Linked DNA regions of Sus scrofa: all the other regions are linked to region 1. A link is a contact called in public HiChIP or PLAC-seq and promoter capture Hi-C data. All regions are on one chromosome and are shown on one strand. Each heading gives the region's core, a stretch centred on a gene start, on an enhancer-like site or on the middle of the called end of the contact. The rest is flanking DNA. Distances are from core to core; before and after follow the strand shown. Region 1 holds the start of SRXN1 (sulfiredoxin-1). Region 2 holds the start of TRIB3 (tribbles homolog 3). Region 3 holds the start of RBCK1 (ranBP-type and C3HC4-type zinc finger-containing protein 1). Region 4 holds the start of TBC1D20 (TBC1 domain family member 20).

The links. Promoter capture Hi-C pulls out the DNA fragments that hold promoters and counts their contacts. HiChIP or PLAC-seq counts read pairs in DNA pulled down with a chosen protein or histone mark.
Region 2: a promoter capture Hi-C map of fetal liver shows a contact between it and region 1, with 4 times the contacts expected there. The contact joins the promoter of TRIB3 here to the promoter of SRXN1 in region 1. A contact is called at or near these places in 2 of 5 promoter capture datasets (fetal liver and liver), 5 of 47 Hi-C or Micro-C datasets (fetal liver, fibroblasts, liver and 1 more) and 1 of 2 datasets of contacts at active chromatin or transcription factors (alveolar macrophages).
Region 3: a contact with region 1 is called in an H3K27ac HiChIP or PLAC-seq map of alveolar macrophages. The contact joins the promoter of RBCK1 here to the promoter of SRXN1 in region 1. A contact is called at or near these places in 1 of 5 promoter capture datasets (liver) and 1 of 2 datasets of contacts at active chromatin or transcription factors (alveolar macrophages).
Region 4: an H3K27ac HiChIP or PLAC-seq map of alveolar macrophages shows a contact between it and region 1. The contact joins the promoter of TBC1D20 here to the promoter of SRXN1 in region 1. A contact is called at or near these places in 1 of 47 Hi-C or Micro-C datasets (embryonic fibroblasts) and 1 of 2 datasets of contacts at active chromatin or transcription factors (alveolar macrophages).

What each region holds. Positions count from the first base shown.
Region 1 is chr17:34,580,615-34,584,327 of Sscrofa11.1, reverse strand. SRXN1 (sulfiredoxin-1) reads right to left here and starts at 1,951. Exons shown (of 2, transcript XM_003134361.4): 1 at 1,680-1,951. The coding sequence starts at 1,850. It overlaps LOC106506648 (a long non-coding RNA gene), which reads left to right and starts at 1,965. Exons shown (of 3, transcript XR_002339912.1): 1 at 1,965-2,184.
Region 2 is chr17:34,817,767-34,821,479 of Sscrofa11.1, reverse strand. It overlaps TRIB3 (tribbles homolog 3), which reads left to right and starts at 1,888. Exons shown (of 4, transcript XM_013983169.2): 1 at 1,888-2,182.
Region 3 is chr17:34,799,373-34,803,085 of Sscrofa11.1, reverse strand. It overlaps RBCK1 (ranBP-type and C3HC4-type zinc finger-containing protein 1), which reads left to right and starts at 1,858. Exons shown (of 13, transcript XM_021078286.1): 1 at 1,858-1,900; 2 at 2,507-2,597. The coding sequence starts at 2,576.
Region 4 is chr17:34,758,390-34,762,102 of Sscrofa11.1, reverse strand. It overlaps TBC1D20 (TBC1 domain family member 20), which reads right to left and starts at 1,724. Exons shown (of 8, transcript NM_001244620.1): 1 at 1,545-1,724. The coding sequence starts at 1,614.

The DNA of each region.
Region 1 (3,713 bases), core at 702-3,201:
AATGTGTTACTTACATGGCATAGAGACTTTGCAGATGGAATTAAGTTAAGGATCTTGCAATGGGGAGATTATCCTGTTATCCAGATGGGCCACATGTAATCACCAGGGATCTTAAACGTGGAAGACAGAGGAACAAGAGGAGGTCTGATGTTTCTGGCTTTGAAGATGGAGGAAAGAGGTCAAGAGCCAAAAATGTGGGTGGCCTCTAGAAGCTGGGAAAGGCAAGGAAATGGATTCTCCCCTGAGCCTCCAGAAAAGAATGCAGCCCTGCTGATACCTTGCCTTTAGCCCAGGGAGACCCATTTTAGACTTCTGAACTATAGAACTATAAAGTAATACAATCTGTCTTTATTTTAAGTCACTAAGTTTCTGGTAATTTGTTACAGTAGCTATAGAAAAGGAATGCAGATGGTGAGCAAAGGCAAGCCAGGGTCTTGCCCTCACAGAGCATATGTTTCTGGCCTAGAAGACAGGTGGCTGGGGCCATTACAACCCAGTGGGATCAAAGGTTTGCTGGTAGGCATGCAGATGGCTGGGGGCCCATGGGAGGCCCCAAACCCAGTAGGGGCTGTCAGGGAAGATACTGACCCGAAGACCAAGGAGGATTAGAAAGAGTAAAAAAGACACGAAAGAGTTTTCCAGGGGTGGGGTGGGGTGGAAAGTCTGTGCAAAGGCCCAGTGGTGGGAGAGAGCACACAGGGCCAGATCCTTCAACAACAGCCAGGCACCGTGTTCATGTCACGGAAAGAGCAAGATAGGACCAAGTCTCTGCTTCTATGGAGTTCACACGAGGTGGGGAGGAGGGACAATAAAACCCAAACAAATGTATAAAATAACTCAGCGGGACACAAACCCTGCAAGGAGAAATACCTCGGGTTAAGGGGGGAGCCACAGAACAGGGAGGCAGGGACCTAACCCCAGAGGGGCAGCAGGCTCTCTGGGAAGCAGTTCCAGGCAGGAGGAACTACCAGCAGTGCAAAGTCTAGGACTGAAAGACATGCCTGGAAGCAGGAGAGGTGTCTGGTGGGGCCTCAGGGTCTCACATGGCCACCCTCCAAGGGTCTGGGGGAGGGGGACAAGATGTCATGCAGGACACCTATGGCCCCTCCCTCCCCTCTCATTCCTGCCAGGATCACACCAGCCTTCTCCAGCATCCTCTCTGAGCTGTGGCTGACCTGTTCCTCTCCCAGTTCCAGTTCAAACAAGGCCCTCTCTGCAGACAGGACCCCACCCCCACCCCAGTCCCACTGCCACAGCCAGAAGTGACCACACATCTTATCTTAGGATAATGTGGTGGCCATGCAGCTGGGCACTGTGGCCAGGCTGTACCACTTTCTTAAATGCCTGACCTTGGACAAGTTGCTTGAATCCTCTTGTGCCTTATTTCCTCGTCTGTAAAAGAACCTCTCAGGATTGGCATGAAGAAGCTAAGCACTTAAAAGAGCTCCTGGGCCATTTCAAATACCATCTTGATAGGAGTCAGAGATTGTTATTTTTATTCTCTCCTCCAATCTCCTTGCTCAAAGAGGAAACAGAGGTCCAGAGAGGCCCAGCAGCTTGCTCAAGGTCACACAGCAAATGCTGAGCTGCGGGGGAGACTGAACCAGTCCCGTCTGGCGTCCGGCGCATCCTCCCTCCTCTGAAGCCCTCCCAGCTGCCAGCTTCCCCCAGGGCCTCACCCGGATCGTGTCCACGAGGCTCTGCACCTTGGCCGGGTCCAGCACAGACGGCAGCGGCCGGATGAGCACGCTCAGCGGCACGTTGTGCACCGCGGCGATACAACCCGAGTGGATGCTGCCGCCCTGCGCGCTGCCGCTCGGCCCAGGTCCCTCGGGCGACCCCCGGCCCATCCCGGCCCTGCCCAGCGCTCCTCCGCACGCAGTCCCATCTCGCCGCCGTCGCTACCGCCGCCGCCACTAGACGCACCTCCTCCCAAGGGCTTTAACCCCGGCCGGGCCGTACCATTCTGCGCAGGCGGCGGGGGGCCCGGCCAGTGCGTCTCTCTCCCCCGGCCCCGCAGTGGTCCGGCCCATCCCCCGCGCGTCCCCGCGGGACCTCGGCTCCACTCGCCCGGCGCCGCGGGATGCACGCGGGGCTCCGGCTCTCCGCTGGGGGGCGCCGCACCGCTTCTCCTCTTCCGCTCGGCGTCCCGGGAGTGGAAGCGTCCGGGCAGGCTGACTCAGGGTGAGTCTGCAGGTCGTGGGGCGGGAGGGGCGCCGATGGCTGTGCGTCACACACCGGGGTGACTCAGGTCCGCGGGAGGCGGGGGCGGGGACGCGGCGTGGAAGGGGCCAGATCTGCCCGGCGAGAGTGAGTTGGCAAAACCTCGCTCTTGGCAGCCCAGCCTTTGGAGCCTTAGCGGTAATAGCGGTAGAAGTAATAATAATACCTACCAACAACAGTAATATTACGAGTCTGACGAATCTGGTGCTGTGTCGGGCACTGTCTTAAACACTTTGCATGTACATTAGTTTATTTAAACCTCAAAACAAGTCTGCAAACTAGGTATGATTAACTCCTATTTTGCAGACGGGGGAAACTGAGGCACAGCTTGGTTTAAGAGACTTGCCCAGGGAGTTCCTGTCGTGACTCAGTGGTTAACGAATCCGACTAGGAGCCATGAGATTGCAGGTTCGATCCCTGGCCTTGCTCAGTGGGTTAAGGATCCTCGTTGCCGTGAGCTGTGGTGTGGGTTGCAGACATGGCTCGGATCCCGCGTTGCTGTGGCTCTGGCGTAGGCCGGTGGCTACGGCTCTGATTCGACCCCTAGCCTGGGAACCTCCATATGCCTTGAGAGGGGCCCAAGAAATGGCAAAAAGACAAAAAAAAAAAAAAAAAAAAAAAAGAGAGAGAGAGAGAGAGAGAGACTTGCCTAAGGTAATGAGCTAGTAAGTGGCTCGACCAGGGTTTGAATCCTAGCAGCCTGACTTCAGAGTGTGTTCTGTACCCACTGTTGGTTTGTATGTTGAGATACCTGTGACTCAACTCAGAATGGCTATAAGCGTTAAGAAGATTTGTATTTTCACATAATTAAGATGTCTGGAGGTAGGCATATCCAAGGCTGGTGAAGAAGTAGCTGAACAATGTCAGGATGGAGACTTAAGCCTCCTGTTGAGATTAAGGTGAGGTACCTTTCTCTGGGGCTAATGTAAGTTTGGGACTGGAAGCTGGAGACATTCTAGGATCTATGCAATATCCTTTTGTTTTAGTTTGGATTCTCCCAGAAGTAGATCCCAAGTCTGGGACTTGTATGCGGGTACTTTATTTGGGAGCTGTTCTAGTTATTATCACTGTAGCACAAACCTCTTGGAAATGTAGCAACATAAGACAACCATTTTATAATCCTCACAGATTTTGTGGGTCAAGAAATCAGGCACGGCAAAGTGGGGACTGGTTGTCCCTTCTCAGCAGTGTCTGGGCCATCAGTGGGGAGGTGACTCAACATCCAGGGGTGACCTGATGGCTGGAGCTGGACTCATCTGGAGGTGATTTCCCTACACATTCCTTGGGCCATACCACCTGTCAGCCAGAACGCCTCCCTGCGGCCTGGGCTTCCTCATAGCATGGCAGCTGGCTTCCAAGAACCAGTGTCCCAAGAGAACCTGACAGAAGCTTCATGGCCTTTTCCAGTCTAGTCATGGAAGTCATGTGACATCATTTCTATCTGTGGGAGCGGTCTCCATGCCCCCTCCATGCTGTTTTCCATAGTGATT
Region 2 (3,713 bases), core at 639-3,138, 240 kb before region 1:
AAACCTGGGGTCCATGCCCAAGGTGCAGTTGCAGTGACCACACCCACAGGTCTCAGAGGAGGCTGCTGGGTTGAAAAGACTGTGAAATGTCCTTGGACATTGTGGGCACTGGAGTCAGCTGCCCCAGGTTCAGATCTCAAATCTGCCTCATCTAATAAGCTGGGTGGTCTTGGGTAAGCCTTTCGCTTTGACTCTTTCATAGAATAGAAGCGACATGGCCCATCTCACAGTTCCTTAAGTGCCCCAGGACCCTTTCACTTACTTTTTCCTCTGTATCCCTTCAAATCTTTTCTTTTTTTTTTTTTTCTTTGTAGGGCCACACCCACAGCAGAGGGAGGTTCCCAGGCTAAGGGTCGAATCGGAGCAGCAGCTGCCAGCCTACACCACAGCCACAGCAACACCAGATCTGCGCTGTGTCAGCGATCTATACCACAGCGCATGGCAACGCTGGATTCTTAACCCACTGAGTGAGGCCAGGGATCAAACCCAGGTCCTCATGGATACTAGTCATGTTCATTACTGCTGAGCCACAACAGGAACTCCTCCCTTCATGTCTTTGCACTCCTCACTCCTCTTCCTTAAGATCTTAGTTTAAACATCACCTTCCTGATAAGCCCTGCTGAAAATAGCTACTTCCCAGCCATATCTTATAGAGAATAAATCTATGCTATTTATTCAAGAAAATATATGACACATCATCTATTTGAAATTATCTGGGCCTACTGATTTTATTTTCTTGAGAGTGCTCTGTCTCCCCACTGATTTATAAGATCCCTGAGGATGGGGGTGAGTCAAGCTTGTCACCACTGTCATCCAGCAATTAGAACAGGGTCTGACACAACATGAAGCAGTTAAGAATGCATAAGTCAACCCAGCACAGTCTTGCTTCAGTGAGGCCCTGGAGAGACAACATCCTGCCTTTCTTTGCCTCTTATGGCTGTAGGAGAGCCCAGTCAGTCTAGCTCCTGGTGTAGAAAATGAGTTCATTCATCGCTCCAGGCTGGGGGAGTCTCCAGGGTTAAATCAAATCCCAGAACCTCCTGGTATGCTCTAGGGCTCTGACACACACACACACACACACTCAGAGGAGCTGATCCCTAAGGTTCTGCAACCGGGGAAACAAAGCTAACTCCACCCACCTTCCCTTAACCTCTGTCTGGTGGAGTTATTTTTTGACACTGGTGAACTCAGACATCAAGGCCTAAAGGGAATTGGACCCTTGGGGCTGCACAGGGATGCTTCTCCAAACAGCTAGTGGCACCAGGGCTTCCCAGGCCAAGCGTGCAATTCCTGTTATAGGTGCCGGCTCTCCTTGAGCCTCCAGTTTCCACTCCTTTAGTATCTACCAGGTGCCGGGCGGCACAGCTCTAAGCGTTTAACATGTGTTAATTTATTCAATCTATTTCCTCAGGTAACACAGTGGGCACGCTTTGGCCCACTTTTCTTAACTACACGGCTGAAGTGCCTCTATTATATGCATGCTGTGAAGGCTACCCCACCCTAGTTCTCCCCGGGGCACAACAATTGTTCTATTGAGCTCCTAAATCCACGGCCTTTGCAGAGCTACCCCCCCACCCTGTAGCTGGGCCTCAGGCTGCTCCTTAGTAGAATGGGGAGAATGGAGCTTTCTGCCCGCCCAAGGTTCTCCTATACTGCAATGAAACAATGGCGGGAAAGTGCTTTATAACCCGGGAAGCACGCAGGAAACTATCACTGTTCTTTTTCTCTTCAGGCCCATCCTGAGAAGGTAGGATGTTCTTCCGTTTCACAGGTGGGAAAACTGAGGCCCAGAAAGGCAAAATGCTGTTTCCAAGGTGAAAGGGAAAGTCGGTGGCTCGCCTGCGGACCACACACGAGGAGCGGGGCGGGGCGCGCTCTAGCGGGGACCTCAGGGGGCGGGGCGCAGGGGATGGTGCAATCCCCCGCCGGAGGGCATCAGGCGGCGGCTGATTAGCTCAGGTTTACATCACCCGGGCCGGAGTTGAAGCCCGGCTCCCTGCGCTCCCGAGACACTCGCGGCGGAAGCGGCGGCGACTCGGCACACATTCCGGCTGCTGGGGACCCGGGCCAGAGCCCCATCCGGAGCCGACCTCAGCCGGGGCCGAGCGGCCTGGGCCATCGTGGGTGCCTGGCGACTCTTGAGCTTGGCCGGCACCAGGACCCCGCCGCTGGCGAGGGCAAGGTACCTGGCGGGAGCGGGAGGTGGTGGATAGAGGGGCGACCCGGAGCCTCCGTCCGGTCCGGGGGGCGATCTGGGCTGAGTGTTCCCGCTCGGACCCGGTGACGCGGCCCCGCGGGGCGTAGGGTCGCCGAGTGCAGCCGACGCGGGCGGGCGCGAGGGTGCGCCCCAGCGGGGCGTGGCAGCGTGTCGCCGGGACGGAGGGAGTGGGGACTGTGTTGGCCCCACGCCGCCCCCGCAGGGGTGTGTAGTGTCTGCGTTTGCTGGAGTGTGGGGCGGGCTGGGGAGCTGTGTGGTTGGGTGCGGGGAAGTCTGTGGGGTCCCTGGCGGCCAGGGGGCCTCTGTAACTGTGGGGTGTGCCGGTGCGGATCTGAGTCCGCGTGGGCCAGTGGGGTCCTGATGAGGCCGTGTCTCCTGGGCGCCCGCGGCAGGTGCTGGCGGAGTTGTGCGGAGACCGGCCGGGGTGCTCGCCAGCGGGGCAGGCGCAGGGTCAAGGGCTGCCGGCGCGCGGCGTGCGGGCGTGGCTCGCAGGTACGCTCCGCCTGGAGGCCCTGGTTCACACGCTGTACGGTGCGTGCGTATTCCGTTCCTGCCGACTGTGTGTGTTGTACCTGGATTCTGGGGTGAGGGTGGAGCGAGGCCTCTTACCCCAGACCCGGGGCCCAGTCGCCTTCCCTTTGCCCGGTCCCTGCCCCGCCGCCGACCCTCGGCTCCCGCTGAACCTTCTGCCCCGGGACGCTCGCCGCTTCCGCTCCCACGAGACTAGCCCAGCTGCCCAGGCCGGGGCGAGGCCACCTACTTCTTTCGCGCTGGGGTCGTGGCGGGGAGGGAGGGTCAGACGAAGCGTGTGGCCTTGGTAACTGTCCCGCAGTCGTGAGTACATAGTTATGAGAGCTTTGCTGGCTTGTGTATGCACATCTGCCCTTGGAGGGCGAGATGTGTGTCACTTAATGATGTGTGCACCCCTCTCTGACCTGCATGTGTGCCTTGACTGGCTGGATTGGACAGTGTTTCTGAGGGGCGTGTGTACACCTGTCTGCCCTGAGTCATGTGAGTTATATGCGGTTGGTATGACCCGCCCTTGTTCTCCAGAGAGCGTCAGAGAACAGCAAGAGATTGATACTAGCGGATGCCTGCATCCTGCTGCAGAGATTCTAGTCTTGCCTCATGACCTGCAAATTTCCCTTGCTTATCTATAGACTCAGTTACCCCACCTGTCCAGTGGAGCTTCTCCCAGGTGGTACCAGACTCTGAGCCCCGGATAAATCCAAAGCAGCCTAGGGTGCTGAGGTGGCCACAGGAGGAGGTGGGGTGCGTAGGGGTGGGTTGCAGGGCACAAAGCATCCACACAGCCAGGAATCATTTTACTTTCCAAAGAGCCATTGCAGTGAGAAGTGTCATCCTAGCCTTATCCCTGGAGAGATTTCTGAGACTCCCAAGGGTGGCACGTCAGCATATTCAGCTATTAATAATAACAATAATAATAATACTGAAATTCAAAATTCCCTTGCCTCCCTACCAAATCCCTTCCTCT
Region 3 (3,713 bases), core at 609-3,108, 220 kb before region 1:
ACAGCAATTCTCAAACTGGGCTTCTCATTACATTCATCCAAGAACATTCAGAAGTCCTGATGCCTGGGCCACCTTAGATACTCTGCATCAACTGACTGCAGATGTGACCTGGGTATAGTATTTTTATAAGTTCCCCATGTAATTCAAACTGTATAGCTCAGGCTGAGAACCTCTGTCCTTTGGAACATATTTCAGGCAAGAGATAAGTGGTCCTAGATGAAAGTCTGAGATTCTTTCATTCATTTAGCATAATCCTTGAGCACCTGTTTTATGTTGGGTCCTGGTCTAGACACCAGGACACAGCAATGAGCAAAACAGGCAAAAGTCTCCACCCTCTAGAGGAGGGAAACAGACAAAAAAAGATAAAGAAGTAAAATATGTTGTTAAAATAGTAACACATGCTTTGGGAAAAAGTGAAGCCTGGAAAGAGACTATAAAATACTGGATGGAGGAGTGGCCATCGTGGCTCAGTGGTTAACGAATCTGACTAGCATTCATGAGGACGCAGGTTCGATCCCTGACCTTAATCAGTGGGTTAAGGATCTGGCATTGCTGTGAGCTGTGGTGCAGGCCAGCAGCTACAGCTCCAATTGGACCCCTAGCCTGGGAACCTCCATATGCCATGGGTGTGGCCCTAACAAGCAAATAATAATAATAAAATAAAATATTGGATGGAGTTCCCGTTATGGCTCAACAATAATGAACCCAAAAAGGATCTATGAAGATTCAGGTTAGATTCCTGGCCTCGCTCAGTGGGTTAAGGGATCAGGTGTTGCCCTGATCTGTGGTGTAGGCCAGCAGCTGCAGCTCCCATTCAACCCCTAGCCTGGGAACTTCCATATGCCGCATGTGCTGCCCTAAAGAGCAAAAAAACCCAAAAAACAAACAAAAAACCAGACTAGATGTGTGTGTGTGTGTGTGTGTGTGTGTGTGTGTGTGTGTGTGTGAAATCTCAGAGTGGATAGGGAAGACTTTTGCGTAAAAAGGTGAATCTGCCATTGTCACTCTGCTGTGGTGTGCATTCTATCCCAGGAACTTCCACATGCCCTTGGGCACCACCACACACACACAATAAAGGGCAAGAAAAAACCATGAAGATATTTGGGCTATGGCAAGTGCAAAGAACCTGAAGTGGGAGTGTATCTGCTTTGTTCCAGGACCTAGAGGCCAGTGGGGCTTGAGTGGAGTGCGCCAAGAGGAGAGTAGTCAGAGAAGCAGCAGGGGCAGGTTGTAGGCCTTGGGAGGACCTCGGCTTTACTTTTGAGATGGGAGCTACTGGGAGTGTTTTGAGGAGTGGCATAGTTTGATTTACAGTCTAACAAGACCTCTGGCACCTGGGTATAAAATAGACTGTAGTGGCCAAAAGGGGAAGCAAGGATCCTAATGAGGAGGCTGGTGCAGGACACCTGACGAGAAGGATGGAGATGGAGTGGGATGGGACCTGGAGGAGATGAGAGGTGACAGATTTTGGATCTGTTCTCCAGGCCAAGCCATAGGATCTGCTGATGAGAGGTGGGGAAAAGTTTCGGCGCGGGGAGACTGGAGGATGCAAAGAGCTTCCAGCTGTGCTCAGCGAATGCAAACTTCATTAGTGGCCTAATCAAAGGGTGGAGAGTAACCGCCGAGAAGCGGTGTTCGGCTGCCTAAGGGTGGGATTCTGAGCCCATCCGACCTGGATTGAAATTCAGTTTCCTGGCCCCAGGCAGGTCAGAAACCAACAGAATTTTTATTTCTCCTGCAAAAGAAGCGAGGATCTTCCCGCGCACAAATGTGGTGGCAGCGGGGCTGCACAGGGGCGGCCTCGGCGCCCCGCCCCACCGGCCCTCCGCCCAATCCCCGCCCCCTCCCGCCCTCGGCCCCGCCCCGCCCCTCCCGCAGGGATGCCAGCGCGGCTGCGCGGGTGAGTGAGGGTCACGGGGTCCGAGTTCGCCCGGGAGGGGAGTGGGAATGCCGGGCCTCGCGGGACGGAGCGCTCCGGACGGTTGTGTCCCAGGCGGAAGCAGCTGCTGGGTGGCCAGCGGGCGGTCGCGGGGCGAAGGGGCGCGGGTCCCGAGACAAGCTTCCGAGGCACTTCCGGGGCTGCCACTTTCACTTTCTTTTCCGTTGAGGCGGCTCCGCTCTCTCTCCTGACTGACAGGAGCCGCCCGGAGGGGAGGGAGTTGGGCTAAAATCCCGGGCGCCGGGGGGCGCTCCTGGTCCCAGCAGGGAAAAGGGGCTCTTCTCCGGGGACGGCTAGCACCCGGGCTGTGCGGCGTCGCTCCTACCCCGCCGGGCCTGGCCTGTTTCTTCTGTCGCCCTTTGCAGGCTCAGCCTGGTGCCTCTGCCATTTCACCTCCCACTCGGGGGCACCCGGCCGGTTCTCTATCCCAGGCCCCCATCCCCAGCCTTCGGGTAGAGTGATGCTACCCGACTGGCCCCGGGGACACCGAAGCACAAAGAAAGCTCGGACCGCGCCAGAGGCCACCGGCCGGAGCTGAGTTGCTCGTGGTGGCCTGTCCTCTACCAGGTGACCCAGGGACAGCATTTCCCCGGAGCTGCAGCCCCCGCCTGGGGGGGATGGGCACAATCACGCGAGATGGACGAGAAGATCAAGAAAGGTGGGCACAGGCTGGAGGCGACTGAGAAACTTTGGGTGGGAGGGGGGCCCTGCCAGGACCAGGCCTCCCCTGCTCAGAAGGGCATTAAACCTCCCCTCCCATTGCCCTCTTGCCCCTCTCTTTCCTCCCTTGGGGCCCGGTTGCTTCCGGAGGCATCTTGTCATTCATTTATTTGATGCCTCTTGAGGCCTCCTGGGCCAGCTATGCTGAGAAGGGAGTGGGGAGTTATCCGAGGAGACAGGAGACCTCCCCTGCTGTGGGGAACAGACTTCTATTACCTGAATACTGGGGGTCCTTGCCTCCTCTCTGGCCCCCTCTGCTCACTGTGGTAGAACTTAAGTTAGGTCATGTGACCGTCCTGCTCATGTACCCCCCTGTGTTCCTTTGTTCTTAGGACAAGGCCCAGGGCCTTTGGATAGCCCACAGGCCTGCTAGCTTCATTGACCTCAGGGTCCTCCCATTTCCCCTCTTATTCTGCTGGAGCCCCAGGGCTTCTGTTCTAATCCACCCATTTCTTGCTCAAGACCTTTCCCTTTCTCTCCACCTGGAACGCTTTTCCCCAACTAGGTCTTCGAATATCCAGCTTCTCCTCCTTTCCGTCTGAGCTTCAGTGTCACCTCCTCCTAGAGGCCTTCCCGGATCTCCTCACCCTGTTCATTTCCTTCTTCAATTTGTTAATTGCTTACTGGGCTGGGAGACCCATGAGAGGGACCCTTATTATTTTGTTCACTGCCGAATCCTAGTTTCTGAGGCATTGATGCATCCATTAAGAGCTCGATAAATGTTTGTTGGGAGAGTTCCCCTGGTGATGCAGTGAGTTAAGGACCTGATGTCACTGCTGTGGCTTGGGTCACTGCTGTGGCACAGGCTCCATCCCAGGCCAGGGAACTTCTGCATGCCACGGGCACGGCCAAAAAGAAAAAATACAATAAAACTGGTATTGCACAATACAAAGATAGGTACTAAAAAAAAAAATGTTGGATAAATGAGTGTAAGTGTGGGAAACCTGGAGTATGAAGGGAAAACAGAACTAAATGAGCAGGGAGGGAGTGGGGGAGTATCAGAGAAGACCTCCCAGAGAAAAGGGACTTTTAAGCTGGATGCTGAAGGATATGT
Region 4 (3,713 bases), core at 475-2,974, 180 kb before region 1:
CTAGGAACCATGAGGTTGCGGGTTCGACCCTGGCCTCGCTCAGGGGGTTAAGCATCTGGCATTGCCGTGAGCTGTGATGTAGGTCACAGACGAGGCTCAGATCCTGGGTGGCTGTGGCTGTGGCTGCGGTGTAGGCCGGTAGCTACAGCTCTGATTAGACTCCTAGCCTGGGAACCTCCATATGCCGAGAGTGTGGCCCTAAAAAGCAAAAAACAAAACAAAACAAAACAAAACCCAAAACAAAAACAAACAAGAAAACCCCTTCTCATCTCTAAATTCCTCTCATTTAGCCAGAGAAGCAAAATCAAGGAAACTAGGGGGAAAAGCCTCACAGCCTAGGCACAGGGTTTACACTACAACAGGTCACAAGACTCATACCACTTGGGGCAATGACTATTATGCCATGAGGACAGATGTCACACAACACCAGCAAAGGGTTACAAGGCCAAAGGACCCAGAGAAGTAATATGAGGAGTGAGCCCATTTCCATGCAGGATTAGAACAGGAGAAAAGAGGGATAACAGAATGAACCCAGAGACAAAATGTGAATACCTGGTGCTTCATCAAACCATGGGCTGAATATGTGGTTGGTTCTATTATCTTTTCCACGAAAAGACGGAAAAGTGGGAAAATGACCTTAGTCCAACCCAGGGAGGGGAAAAAAGGGTATTTTGCTTGGTAAAGAGGAAACAATAATTTGAACTGTCCTGTATTAACAGTATGGAAAACATAATGGAAAATACAGTGCCCAGAGAAACCATGATTTCATGGAAATTACTGTTTAGTGTAAGACATTACAAAAAATAGAATTGTTCTTCACACAATTAGATAACATTACAAGAGGTGGCACAAGATTGAGACAGAAAATAGACTGGTGGCTGCCAGGAGCTGTGGAGAATGGGCTATGGGGACTGATGGCTTTTCTTTTTGGAATTAGAAATGCTGTGGAATTAAGACAGTGCGATGGTTGCACCACCTTGCCAGTGTACTAAGGACCACTGCACTGGACACTTTAAAGAGTGAATTTCGTGGTAATGAAAAGAAATCTGTGGTCCAGGGAGGCCGTGTCGATCCAGACCTGAAGTTTGGGAAACCGGCCTGACCACTAGGGAGGCGGCCCGGGGAACCTGCAGACGTGGCCCGACAGTCTCGGCCGGCCGGGGACGAGGCTTGGCCTCGGCTCTCAGGGACAGCCAGTTCTCCTCTCCAGATGTGACGAGGCCGGACTCGGGGCCCCCGCCTCGTCCTTCCCACGGGGGACCCGAGTCTGCCGCCAGGGTTCGTCGGGTCGCCTCAGTATCCTCTGACTCCCAATGCCAGGCTCTCTTCCCCTTCAGACGTGACCCAGGCCGTCCGCCTTTTCCTCCCTCACTGTCCCGACCCCGGCCGCGGCCCCGGGCGCACCCCGCGCGCTCGTCTCGGGGCCCCCATCCCGCGGTCCCCTCGGGTGCCGCCCGCGCCTCGGCCCGCTCCTCCGGCAGCCGTCCCCTGCCCCTGCGGCTGTCCTCGCAGGCCGCTCCCCGGCTCCCCGTCGGCTTCCGTACCTGCCTTCTCCGCGCCGCCGTCCCAGCGAGGAGACGTGGGGCCGTCACCCTGCGCACTCCGGAGGGCCATGTCCCGGGGGCCCGGGCACCGGCCCGAGCCCCGGCTGGTGGCGGAGCAGAGAGAAGGCGCGGCTGCAGCTGAGGCCGCGGGATTCGGCGCCGGCTCCGCGGGCCAAGCTCGGCTTGGTCAGCCCGCGGCGCGCAGGCGTCCCCGCGCGGGCCCCGCCCCGTGCCGGCACGTGACCATCCGCTGCGCTGGGGCGGGTGGCGGCGGGGAGGGCCGCGGTCGCCGGGACCCGCACGCAGGCGCCCTGAGCGGCGAGCGGAAGCGCGCAGGGAGCACACCCCTCAGAGTTAGTTCCAGCTCAACTTCTTGGAGTGTGGCGCCCTCGAACAATGTGTTCAGGAGATTTTATCATTTGTTTCGTTTTCCTTATCTATAAAATGGAACTGATGATAAGCCCCTGAACTTACAAGAGGTCTTGGGAAAGTGCTTAGAGCAGTACCAAGCATATAGTAACTACAATTTTTCGCTGTATCTTTTGCTTACCAAGAATTTTACTTCCAGTCTCGTTTCCCCACAGGTACTCCCATCATCGTACTTGGTGACTTCAGGGTTTAGCAGAACCATCGCTTATGGTTATGCAGGTTGGGCACAGCACAATGCCAGGAGCCGCTGTTCACATAGCCAGTATTCCCTTTCAGTTGTACAAAACTGGCCATTCATCCAAAATGCCCATCTGTCCTGTCAAGTCTTTGCCATCCTTCTCCGTCTCCAGTGACAATCCTTTCTCTTCTCTCCCTTATATAGGCCACCCATTCACTCCGTCAAACCCCTATTTTTGTGGCCAGAGGCTGCCCCGCCTCTGAAATCTCCAATGCTAGGCACCCCTCCCCTCCCCACGGAAATTTTCATGATTCTAGTTGCCCGATGACCCTGAACAGTAATTCTTTATTCCGAGGCCTCTAACCCATGGAATCCATTACTGCTGACCCCTCTTGATTTCATACCCATCCTGCCCAATTCGGGTTCCGTGGTCCGCCATCAGATAGTAAGTCTTTTTTAAAAAGGTCCTTGGGTCCTTGGGGTAGCTTTCATGAGCAGAAAAGACTCTGAAGTTAATTTGTTCAATTTATTAAAATTAGAAATCCCCAAGTCGAGTTTTTCCTTAATTTCAACTGACAAATTTTACAATCCCATTCAGAAATCTAGTAAATTTTAACAATCACTTTTTGGTACTGTAACTGAGCAGGACCCTATGGGGCCTTCCCAGGACAGAACCTCCCTTGCCCCACACCCTCCCCTCCCCAGGGCCCCTGTCTGCCTCTTGCCTGGAGGGAGACTTTAGCCTCCCAAGCCTTCCCTGAGTTCCAAAGAATAAATATAATAAGAAAAGTGAGAAAATGTAAAAATAAAGGAAAATAGTCAAATAAGACAAAAATAATAATAGTTTAGCCATTGAACAAAGTGAAGGACTTTTAGCTCCTCCTCAAGGGCTATAGATAATATTTCTGAGCCATATCCTTTGGGTTGTTTTGCAGATACTGAAACCCCCATTAGGAGGAAGAAGCACGGAGAAGAAGCCCACAAGCACGGAGACCCTAGATTGGTTGGAAACAGAAGGTTGATGTTGACTCTCAATTACCTCACCACTAACCAGTCAGGAGAATGTACACAAGCTGATTGTGAACCCTGCAATGCAATACTCTTCCCTCACTGTCTTTAAAAACTGATTTTGTGTGTGGGTGGGGGTGGGGGTTGTCTGTTTGTTTTTTTGCTTTTCAGGGCCGCTCTGGTGGCATATGGAGGTTTCCAGGCTAGGGGTCAAGTCAGAGCTGTAGCTGCCAACCTACATCACAGCTCATGGCAATGCCAGATCCTTAACCCACTGAGTGAGGCCAGGGATTGAACCTGAGTCCTCATGGATGCTAGTCAGATTCGTTTTCCACTGAGCCACAGCAGGAACTCCTCCAAAACCACTTTTTGAAACCCACTGGGAGTTCCATCCTTTAAGCACCAGCTGCCTGGACTCCTTCCTTGGTGCCCTGCAATAAATGCTGCACTTTCCTTCACCACAACCTGGTGTCAGTAGATTGGCTTTACTTCACACAGGCATCTGGACCAAAGTCTGGTTTGTTAACAGAACCATTAATAAATCTGGTCTATAA